Linked DNA regions of Mus musculus: region 1 is linked to region 2. A link is a contact called in public HiChIP or PLAC-seq data. All regions are on one chromosome and are shown on one strand. The core of a region is the stretch at or near the end of the contact, and the rest is flanking DNA. Distances in the headings are between cores, read along the strand shown.

Region 1 (5,007 bases), core at 2,467-4,966, 99 kb after region 2:
CTTCGGAGTGAGGATAGTGAAAGGACATTCCTTCAAGAGTCGTGAGCTAGAACTTTCCGGAAGAGTTGAAAACACAGTGGGTAAGCCAGCTCCCTTCTACTGCATTAATCTAAACCTCCCATTCACCACTGATGGGGCTCAGAGAATATAACAACAGAGCTTAAAAGAGACAGGTAGCATGTTTCTTTTTAAAACTTTTGTTTAACTTGAAAGCTCTTGGCAATGATCCACAATGAGAGCCAAACTGAGACACTATTGTGTTGCAAAAGAATTTGAACTGTTCCCTCAACTGTTGATACATTCGTATGTGTGTCTGCAACTTTACAATATCCCTGGTCCCCTGGGCTGATACCAACTCAAGCCAGGTACAGTGAGTACACTGACTTGCAGTTACTGCTTACTGTGTTTCTACATCACTGGTAAGATTGTCTCTCAAATTTATTACCCAACAAGAACTAGGATTGACTCATAGTGTCTGTAATCCCAGTGCTTGGAGGTAGAAGAAGGATCAGGACTTCAAAGACACAATTGCCCCCAAGTAGATTTGAGGACAACCATGAGACTCTGTCTCTCTCTCTCTCTCTCTCTCTCTCTCTCTCTCTCTCTCTCTCTCTGCTCCCATCTCTCTCTGTCTGTCTCTGTCTCTCTGTCTGTCTCTGTCTCTGTCTTACAAACACACACACACAAACACACACACACACACACACACACACACCATTTTCTCTTGCAAGAAATATGTTGTCTCAGGCTTTTAATATAAGAATTATTTCAAATCAAATTTAACTAGTGTAACAACATCAATGCCATCTAATAATACAGGTAAATGATTACTGACAAGACCAGAAAAGAGACTGTAAGAGGCACTGGGAAGTGTGACCAACTCTTGATTTCCTCTTTAATGTATATACTGTCTGCTAAAATCCTTTGAATTACAAACGTAACTTTAAAAGTCCCTATTCCTTATTTCTCTTCTTTCTTGCAAACTGAGACTTCTAATTTTTCCCTGAAAAAAATTAAAATGTGTGTGGTTAATGTCTCCATCCCAATGTGCCCCGGCAATGAAAACACGACCCAGTTAATATGATTACATGCTGTTTCTCCAGACCAGGAGCTTCTGCTCCACTCTTCTTCATCTTTGTCTTCCTCCTCCTCTGCATCCTCTCCTTCTTCCATTTTCTCCTTCTTCTCTCCCACCTTCTGCTCCACCTTCCCTTTTATGTGCCCAATCATCAGCTCTCCTTAATTTTACAAATTAAGGTGGGAAACAGGTTTACAGGAAATCACTGACTGCTGACTCATTCCTTGTTAACAGCCACTGCAAGAGAATGGAATTAACATCAAATATAACTAGCCCCAGGGCTATCCACAACATAAATCTAACCGTCTATTTTTACTGTGATGTGAAATTGGGCCTATCAGTTTTCATGGTATAAGCTCATTTTTTCATATATAGTTTTCTCATATATAGAAACATGTTAAGGTTTTTCAAATGCCTTCCTGACACTTATGTGTGAAACTCTGTGTATATAAGCATTACTTTCTTTAGAGAATGAACATCAGTGATAATAATCTAAATTTCAGACACCACCTAAGAATGTCCTCTAAGATCCTTGGATTGTTCTAATTGTTCTTCCTCAGTGTGGTAGATCTTCCTCGTTCTCACTGTTCGAACCATTGCCTCACACATTCCCAGCAAGTACCCATTCCTGAATCTACTTGCCGTGTGTTACTGTACATCTGCTCTCCAGATACCTGGCTAGTCTGAGTGATTCAAACAATCAGGGGGCATGTTCTCTCTATTCCAAGAGATAAAATGTTGGGGAACATCGCTAATACAATGAATGAGCATGAAGTCAAGTGGTATTAAATGTGGGAAGGTAACAGAGGGAAAAGTTAAGAATCGAAGAATCAGGAAAGAAAAGGAATACACGGACTCTTACTAGATAACGGGATGTTTAAGTAAAGACGTGGGAGTCAGAGTATGACTAACACCATCCATAATAAGTGAGACACCATCCTTTCTAGTCTGGTCCTTTGAGTTTTGGAGTGTTCTTTCCTCGTGGAAGGACTCGGTCTAACTATGATAATGTTTTAACCGCAGGTGTGTGTGCCGTTGGGAAGCCGATGTGTCTGCTCTTTGAATATATGGCCTATGGTGACCTCAATGAGTTCCTCCGAAGTATGTCCCCGCACACTGTTTGCAGCCTCAGCCACAGTGACCTGTCCACGAGGGCTCGGGTGTCTAGCCCTGGTCCTCCACCACTGTCCTGTGCAGAACAGCTCTGCATTGCCAGGCAGGTGGCAGCTGGCATGGCCTACCTTTCAGAGCGCAAGTTTGTCCACCGGGACTTAGCTACCAGGAACTGCCTGGTTGGGGAGACCATGGTGGTGAAAATTGCAGACTTTGGCCTCTCCAGGAACATCTATTCCGCAGACTACTACAAAGCTGATGGAAATGACGCCATCCCTATCCGCTGGATGCCGCCCGAGTCTATCTTCTACAACCGCTACACCACTGAGTCGGATGTATGGGCCTATGGTGTGGTCCTCTGGGAGATCTTCTCCTATGGGCTGCAGCCCTACTATGGAATGGCCCACGAGGAGGTCATTTACTATGTGAGAGATGGCAACATCCTCGCCTGCCCTGAGAACTGCCCCTTGGAACTGTACAACCTCATGCGCCTGTGTTGGAGCAAGCTGCCTGCTGATAGACCCAGCTTCTGCAGTATCCACAGGATCCTGCAGCGCATGTGCGAGAGAGCAGAGGGAACGGTGGGTGTCTAAAGTTGACCATTCTCAAACAACACCCAGGAGGCTCTTTTCAGACTGTGAGCTGGAGGAACCCTACCGCAGAGGCCGTGTAAGACCAGATAGGAGGAGTTTAACTCAGACATCACGTGCCAGTTGATTGTTTGCCAGGAGAAACAGATGGTGAATATCCCACAGGGTTAAAGAGTCACATCAAAATAGGTTGGAGATACAGGCTAGGAAAGAGGACAGCAGGTAGCTCCTCTCCCTCACAGGGACCGTTTCTAATATATATTGCATAATAAGAACATCCCGGTTACGTTCCTACATAATCTCTCAGAGCGAGACTGCAGTGCTTAGGTTGAATCCAAAACTGGATGGGCAACTTCATTTTTAACAGAAGACATCCTGCCCATTGCAAAAGCAATGTGTCTTTGTGTATATTTAGGTAAAGGACTGAAAACTAAAGATAGGAATCCCTTCTTCCACCAGTCAAGACACGTGGCAGGGTCTTGCTGTTGTTTAGTTCTTCCTTGCACAGAATATGTAACGTTGTATTTGCATTCTGGAATTGAGTATCTATTTTACTGATAGACTTTTGAAGAATAAAAAGTGGAAAGCCTGCAGGCTCTGTGCTGACTGCAATTCCTGGCTCCGTTTCCTGGCTGTCCTCTAGAGGTCCTTCCTTGGTGTGCACACATCATGGATGTGACTCACCTCATTCCTCCTGTTGGTTTGGGTTTTTTTTTTTTTCCTAGAAAAAAAATATTTCATAACGTATCAGTTAGTCTACTTCTTTCTTTGAGAACTGTATTGGCACATCTTCATTAAAATATGTTACAAATACTTTTTTTTTTTTTACTTCTGTCAAGTATCACCTTTTCCTTCTGTCAGCTCTTGAATTTGCTGTACAGTAATTCTGATGCCACAGACCACTAACTATTGTAAAGCATGAGGTGTAATGTTGGATTGCAAGGAGCTCTGTGGCTCCATGCTATTTCACAAGGAATGTTTTTGTGCATTCTGATGTGCTATCTATACAAGGCATTTTTGATTGATTGGTCATACGATTAGCAGTGTGCGGCTTCGTAGCTTCTGCACAGTGAATCCTGGACTCAGGTCCCCCAGTGCATAAATTTCTCAGTGAAGACCTCCCCATACACATAAGGACTCTATGGACATGATTTATAATCCCTATGTGGTTTTGAGCCTACACTGTATGCCTTATTTCCCTAAGGGTTTTCAATGACTAGGAAGAAAGCCAATTCTAGTATTAACAATTTAAGTCCATCTAAACATCCAATAGATGGCATGGTTGTCTCAGCATGAGTTCTAATTGCATTTTTAGTTAAAATCATTAAATTATTTCCTCAGTGATTTTATAATCACTAAGTATTAGACCATTAGCTCGTTACAGTTTGCTATAATATAATAACATAGGTCCAGTGTCATTTTCTTCTCTGAACAAATATTTTTCACACTGTGGACTCGCTATAGCAACATAAAAGGAGATGCATGTTACCAAATGCAGCACAGTATCAGTAAGTCACAAGTAAGTCTATGTCAGTGCCCAGATGCCAAACACAGCAAGAATACCAGGTCATTTTGCACATGATTCTCAAACGCATTCCCTAGTATGTATCGGAACCGAGCAGGAAAAAAAAAATCAGCTTTCCATCACTTCATAGCTTATTATTAATCTGTTAATGTCATTAGTCTAAAAGTTAACATAAATTCTGAATAATATCAACTTTACAGATATCCCATACGTTAATTGATCTTAGACTTTGAATGTGTGAGGTTCTCCTAATATTTATCATCATAAACAGTATTTTGATCACCCACATTTGTACACATCTCTAAATATCTCTAAAGAAGGAGATGTATGGACCACAAGGCATGCACAATATTAAAACTTTTGTTATGGGGGCAGAGAGATGGCTCAGTGGTTAAAAGCACATACTGCTCTCGCTAGGACTGGAGTTTGACTCTCACCACCCATCTGACAGCCACCTGTAATATCAGGTCCCAGGGGATCCAACGTTCCTGGCCTCCAAGGGCACCTGCAAGGGCACCTGCACTCATGTGCACATACCCATACACAGATACACATACACACATGCATCATTAAAATAATAAAAATAAAACTTTTGTTACATTGTCATAGTCTCTCAGTCTCTAGAAATGTTTCCATAGTTCCGTAGACCATGATAACTTGTAAAATTAAGCACTTGCTATGATAGAAAATGAATACTCTTG
Region 2 (4,415 bases), core at 454-2,953:
CACACACCACAGACACACACACAACACACACACACACACCTCAGACACACACACACATACACAATACACACACACCCCTCAGACACACACACACACACCACAGACACACACACACAACACATACACACATACAACACACACACACACACCCCTCAGACACACACACACACACACCCCTCAGACACAGACACACATACACAACACACACACCCCTCAGACACACACACACACACACCCCTCAGACACAGACACACATACACAACACACACACCCCTCAGACACACACACACAACACACACACACACCCCTCAGACACACACACACCTCAGACACACACACACACACACACAAAACATAGGCACAGACACACACTCAAATGTAATAAAAATATGGAAAAGAAAAACAATCAACATTCCCACCTCCTTAACCACACAGGTAATCATCATAATTGTCTTACAAGTTTTAGGACATAGATTGTGAGTGAAAAGACTTGAACTTATATTTATGTTATAAATGAAACTCTCCATGGTTATTAAGGGTCTCTGGTTCATTCAGTCAACATTTACTAATGTCAAACACACACCAGGCATCAAGCATACTTCATAAAAGGTTAAATTTCACATTAAGGACAAAATAGTGCAGGTTCTTTCTTCAACAATTAATGTATCATCAATAAAACTATCAATATAGTATGGTAGAATCCGTGTGAGTAGAATTCATGTGGTAGAATACTGGAGAAAATACCTGAAAGGAAATTTGGAAACATACACACAGGGCCTCATAAATACAGACTTTGACTGAGTAACTAAATTCTATATTTACCTGCAGGTTTTAATTAGAAGATGAGTTAAAAATAAATAAGTCAGATATTGGCAGTTTTATTTCTCACAGTTAAATTGCAAAACTTAAACCGAATGAGTGCACAGATGATGCTATATCTGTTTATTAAAAGAAAATTTGTAATCATCAATGAGAATAAAAATATACATGAGAATGTATATAGGGTACTTTAAATATTATTGGACATATATTTTCTACATGTCATATGAAATATATATATATATCATATATGTATATATACACACACACATATATATAATATTACCTAAGTTATGGCCATACTTAAACATACTTAAAACATGGTAACTTAAATCATTGTTTTTTTTTTCTTGTTATTTTAAAATCTGAAACATATTTTTCAAAAGGAAAATATGAGAGAATAAAAAAAAATTGACTAAATGTCACATTAGCTTAGTGCAGTCTCCAAGTATTTCTTAATCCAGAAAAATGCAGCCAATCATGATTTCACCTGGCTGATGCCAAAACAGTTACTTCACTCATAAACAGACATCCACAGAAATTATCATTCTGAGTATGTAGGATAATTGTACATAGAGTGCTATGATCATAACTCAGAATTTCCATGACTTTCTGTAGTCCTCAGTTCACTCTGGCCCTTCCCTGGGCTAACCTAATACAACCTCCAGTCTGGCTCGTGGGCTACACACTGGGACTTTGAACAAAGGCCAGGAGTGAGGTTGGTTTGCAGACCTTAATCCGACTCATTACCAGGGCACTACAAAAGCAAGTCATATCTGTGGCTTTATATTTTAATTGAATTGATCTCCAGAGAGCGTCAGAGTTATGCCTGGGACACATTTATTTATCTTTGCATCAGCTCGAAGAGATTGTTGCAAAAAATAGACTGTGAATAATTTGACCGTGTCATGCTGATTCACTCCTGTGGTACAATTCATCTAGAACTGTCTGGCGCTGCGGAGTTTTGTAGAGGCTAAAGCAAAGGATGCTGTCCCCCTGAAATGGTGCATTTTTCTATACTAAAAGAGTCTTTCCAAGGACTCTGGATGTTAATGTTGCACACTGTTGAGCCATTATTGACTCAGCATCTTGTCAGCATTTTGCACAGTGTCAATGGATGATGCTAGACGGTGTGATGCTATTCATGGACAGAAGCGCTTTGATAATTTGTGTGCACAAACGGAAATTGTTAGCTAAAAAAGGAGATGTGGATGTATTTGGTGTTTGATCTTTCAATCATCTGGCAGTGAAGGGGGCTGGTACTTTGGGAAAACAATTTGTTCAGTTCTAATGTTTTATGGCGGTTTTGTTTTTCTAAAATGAACAGCCCGCCGATCAAATGAAGTCAGGCTGAACTTAACCAACTCAGGGTTCTCTGAAGGGCTGGTGGGAAACATTTCTAATCCATGCTTTGATTTCATGCTAGCTCTCAGATCTATGGTATGACCTAGCCTGTCAAGGTTACCAGCTATGCAGATGGATTGCCACTTCCTGCTCCTTAGCCCTCTCTTGCTCTCAGTGGTGGTTGACCAAGCTGGCCTCCTCTTCCCTCTTCAGGGACTTTTTTTTTTCCTTCTGCTCACAAGAATGAATGTGCCTGGGTTTCCTTCAACTTCCCAGTAAATTATTCCTCAATCTTTGCTTTCTTTGAGCATATACATGTATGTGTTGCTGTGGGTACACGTGTATACATGTGTACGTGGAATGTGGAGGCCTGTGGTCAGTTTCATTTGATATCATTCCACAGAAGCCAGCCACCTTGTGTATTTTGAGACAGGATCTCTCTTTGGCCTGGAACTCACTGGTTAGGCTAGGCTAGGCTATTTGGCCAGTGAGGCCCAGGTATGATCTTGTCTCTGTCTCCCCAGAGCTGAGATGACAACCATGCACTACCATGGCGCTGCTTGTGTGCGATTAAACTCGGGATCTTATGTCTACAACCAAACGCTTCTCTCATTCAAGGATTTCCAACCCTCTTTTGTCACCTTAATTTGGTTAGGATGTGACGAGACCCTCATACTGTGAGGTGATCCTCTCTGGACCCTGATTAGGCACAGACCAAACCCAGACACCAATTTCCAAGTGCAAGCACAAAGAGATCTTTTACTAGACAAGGCAAAGAGACAAGGCAGATGGATCTGACTCAGGCAGAAATAGCAGCAAGTAGCTTTGCAAGTGTTAATTTTAAGGGGGGGGGAGGGGAAGGTCTGTGTTAGAATGAACTAGGGCACATTGGTGAGTTCTCATTGGGTATTTTAACTAGATGAGTCACAACAATGAATTTTGATTGCTGGACCTTGATTTTTTGATAGTTGGACCAGAGTGACCAGTCTCAGGAATGAGTGAGTGGCCAAATAGGGAGTAGACCTTGGTGGTGAGCCTTAGGAAGGCAATCTAACGATTTAGCAAATGGACGAAGAGTAAAAAGCTAAAGACCGCCGGGGTCTGTGCTTGCAATGCTCAGGCCTCCGAGAGCCCTTCAGGATGTTAAACAGACGTCTCACATTATCAGCAAATTCCTAATTCATGATTAGGGAACACCCCTTCCCCTTCCTTCTTTCCAGTTGGGTCTCAGGCAGCCCAGGCTGGCCTTAAACTTCCTTTGTAGCCAAGGCAGAACTTGACCTTCTAACCTTTCTACCTCTCATAGGCCTTCACTACCAATCTTATTTGTATGGGTATTGGTGATTGAAACCAGTGTATCCTAGGCAAACATTATGCCAATTTAGACAGATCTCATTCAAGAACCTTTTAATTTTTAGATGTTTCCTCTTTCCAGTCCTCTGAATTCCACCACATCCATCCGATACCTAATCCGGCACAGCCTTGTCACTGTTACACCCACACGGGAGCAGTAAATATGCATATAAAATTATCTCAGAAATGACAGGGTCAGGAACATCTTTTGTATTCTGACTCTTTTTTTTTGTTTTGTTTTGTTTTTTGTTTTTTTTTTTTTTTCACAAAAAGCAAACAAAACTTTTATTGAGGCCATATTGCTAATCTGTAAAACTATTATATAGATAAGATTATATATGTATACATTATAAATATACGCATGTACACATACATACATGTACACATATACATAGATTCCTCTCACCCCACTTAATCTGTTTCATTCTTTTTTTTTTTTTAATTAGGTATTTTCCTCGTTTACATTTTCAATGCTATCCCAAAAGTCCCCCAGCTTCCAACCGCTGACACCATTGCATACACTAGCAAGATTTTGCTGAAAGGACCCAGATATAGCTGTCTCTTGTGAGACTATGCCGGGGCCTAGCAAACACAGAAGTAGATGATCACAGTCAGCTATTGGATGGATCACACGGCCCCCAATGGAGGAGCTAGAGAAATTACCCAAGGAGCTAAAGGGAACTGCAACCCTATAGGTGGAACAACAATATGAACTAACCAGTACCCCGGAGCTCTTGTCTCTAGCTGCATATGTATCAAAAGATGGCCTAGTCGGCCATCACTGCAAAGAGAGGCCCATTGGACTTGCAAACTTTATATGCCCCAGTACAGGGGAACCCCAGGGCCAAAAAGCGGGAGTGGGTGGGTAGGGGATTGGGGGTGGGTATTGGGGACTTTTG

The links. HiChIP or PLAC-seq counts read pairs in DNA pulled down with a chosen protein or histone mark.
Region 1: an H3K27ac HiChIP or PLAC-seq map of the NIH/3T3 cell line shows a contact between it and region 2, with 2.3 times the contacts expected there. The contact joins two enhancer-like sites. A contact is called at or near these places in 3 of 39 promoter capture datasets (3T3-L1-derived adipocytes, embryonic stem cells and macrophages), 1 of 15 datasets of contacts at CTCF or cohesin (the NIH/3T3 cell line), 3 of 484 Hi-C or Micro-C datasets (embryonic stem cells, nephron progenitors and stem cell-derived cardiac mesoderm), 3 of 115 datasets of contacts at active chromatin or transcription factors (the NIH/3T3 cell line, fibro-adipogenic progenitors and heart atrium) and 4 of 9 other capture datasets (adipose tissue, liver, macrophages and 1 more).

What each region holds. Positions count from the first base shown.
Region 1 is chr4:58,370,930-58,375,936 of GRCm38.p6, forward strand. It overlaps Musk (muscle, skeletal, receptor tyrosine kinase), which reads left to right. Exons shown (of 15, transcript NM_001037129.1): 15 at 2,102-3,374. The coding sequence ends at 2,784. Among named protein-coding and RNA genes, the nearest start is that of Mir3095, 68 kb to the right of the region's middle. Within about 2 kb of position 3,717, at least 14 of the 459 cell types and tissues checked have an H3K27ac peak or open chromatin away from gene starts, as enhancers often do. A contact at or near this core is called in the NIH/3T3 cell line, where this site is marked.
Region 2 is chr4:58,273,943-58,278,357 of GRCm38.p6, forward strand. No RefSeq gene overlaps it. Among named protein-coding and RNA genes, the nearest start is that of Musk, 9.8 kb to the right of the region's middle. Within about 2 kb of position 1,704, at least 31 of the 459 cell types and tissues checked have an H3K27ac peak or open chromatin away from gene starts, as enhancers often do. A contact at or near this core is called in the NIH/3T3 cell line, where this site is marked.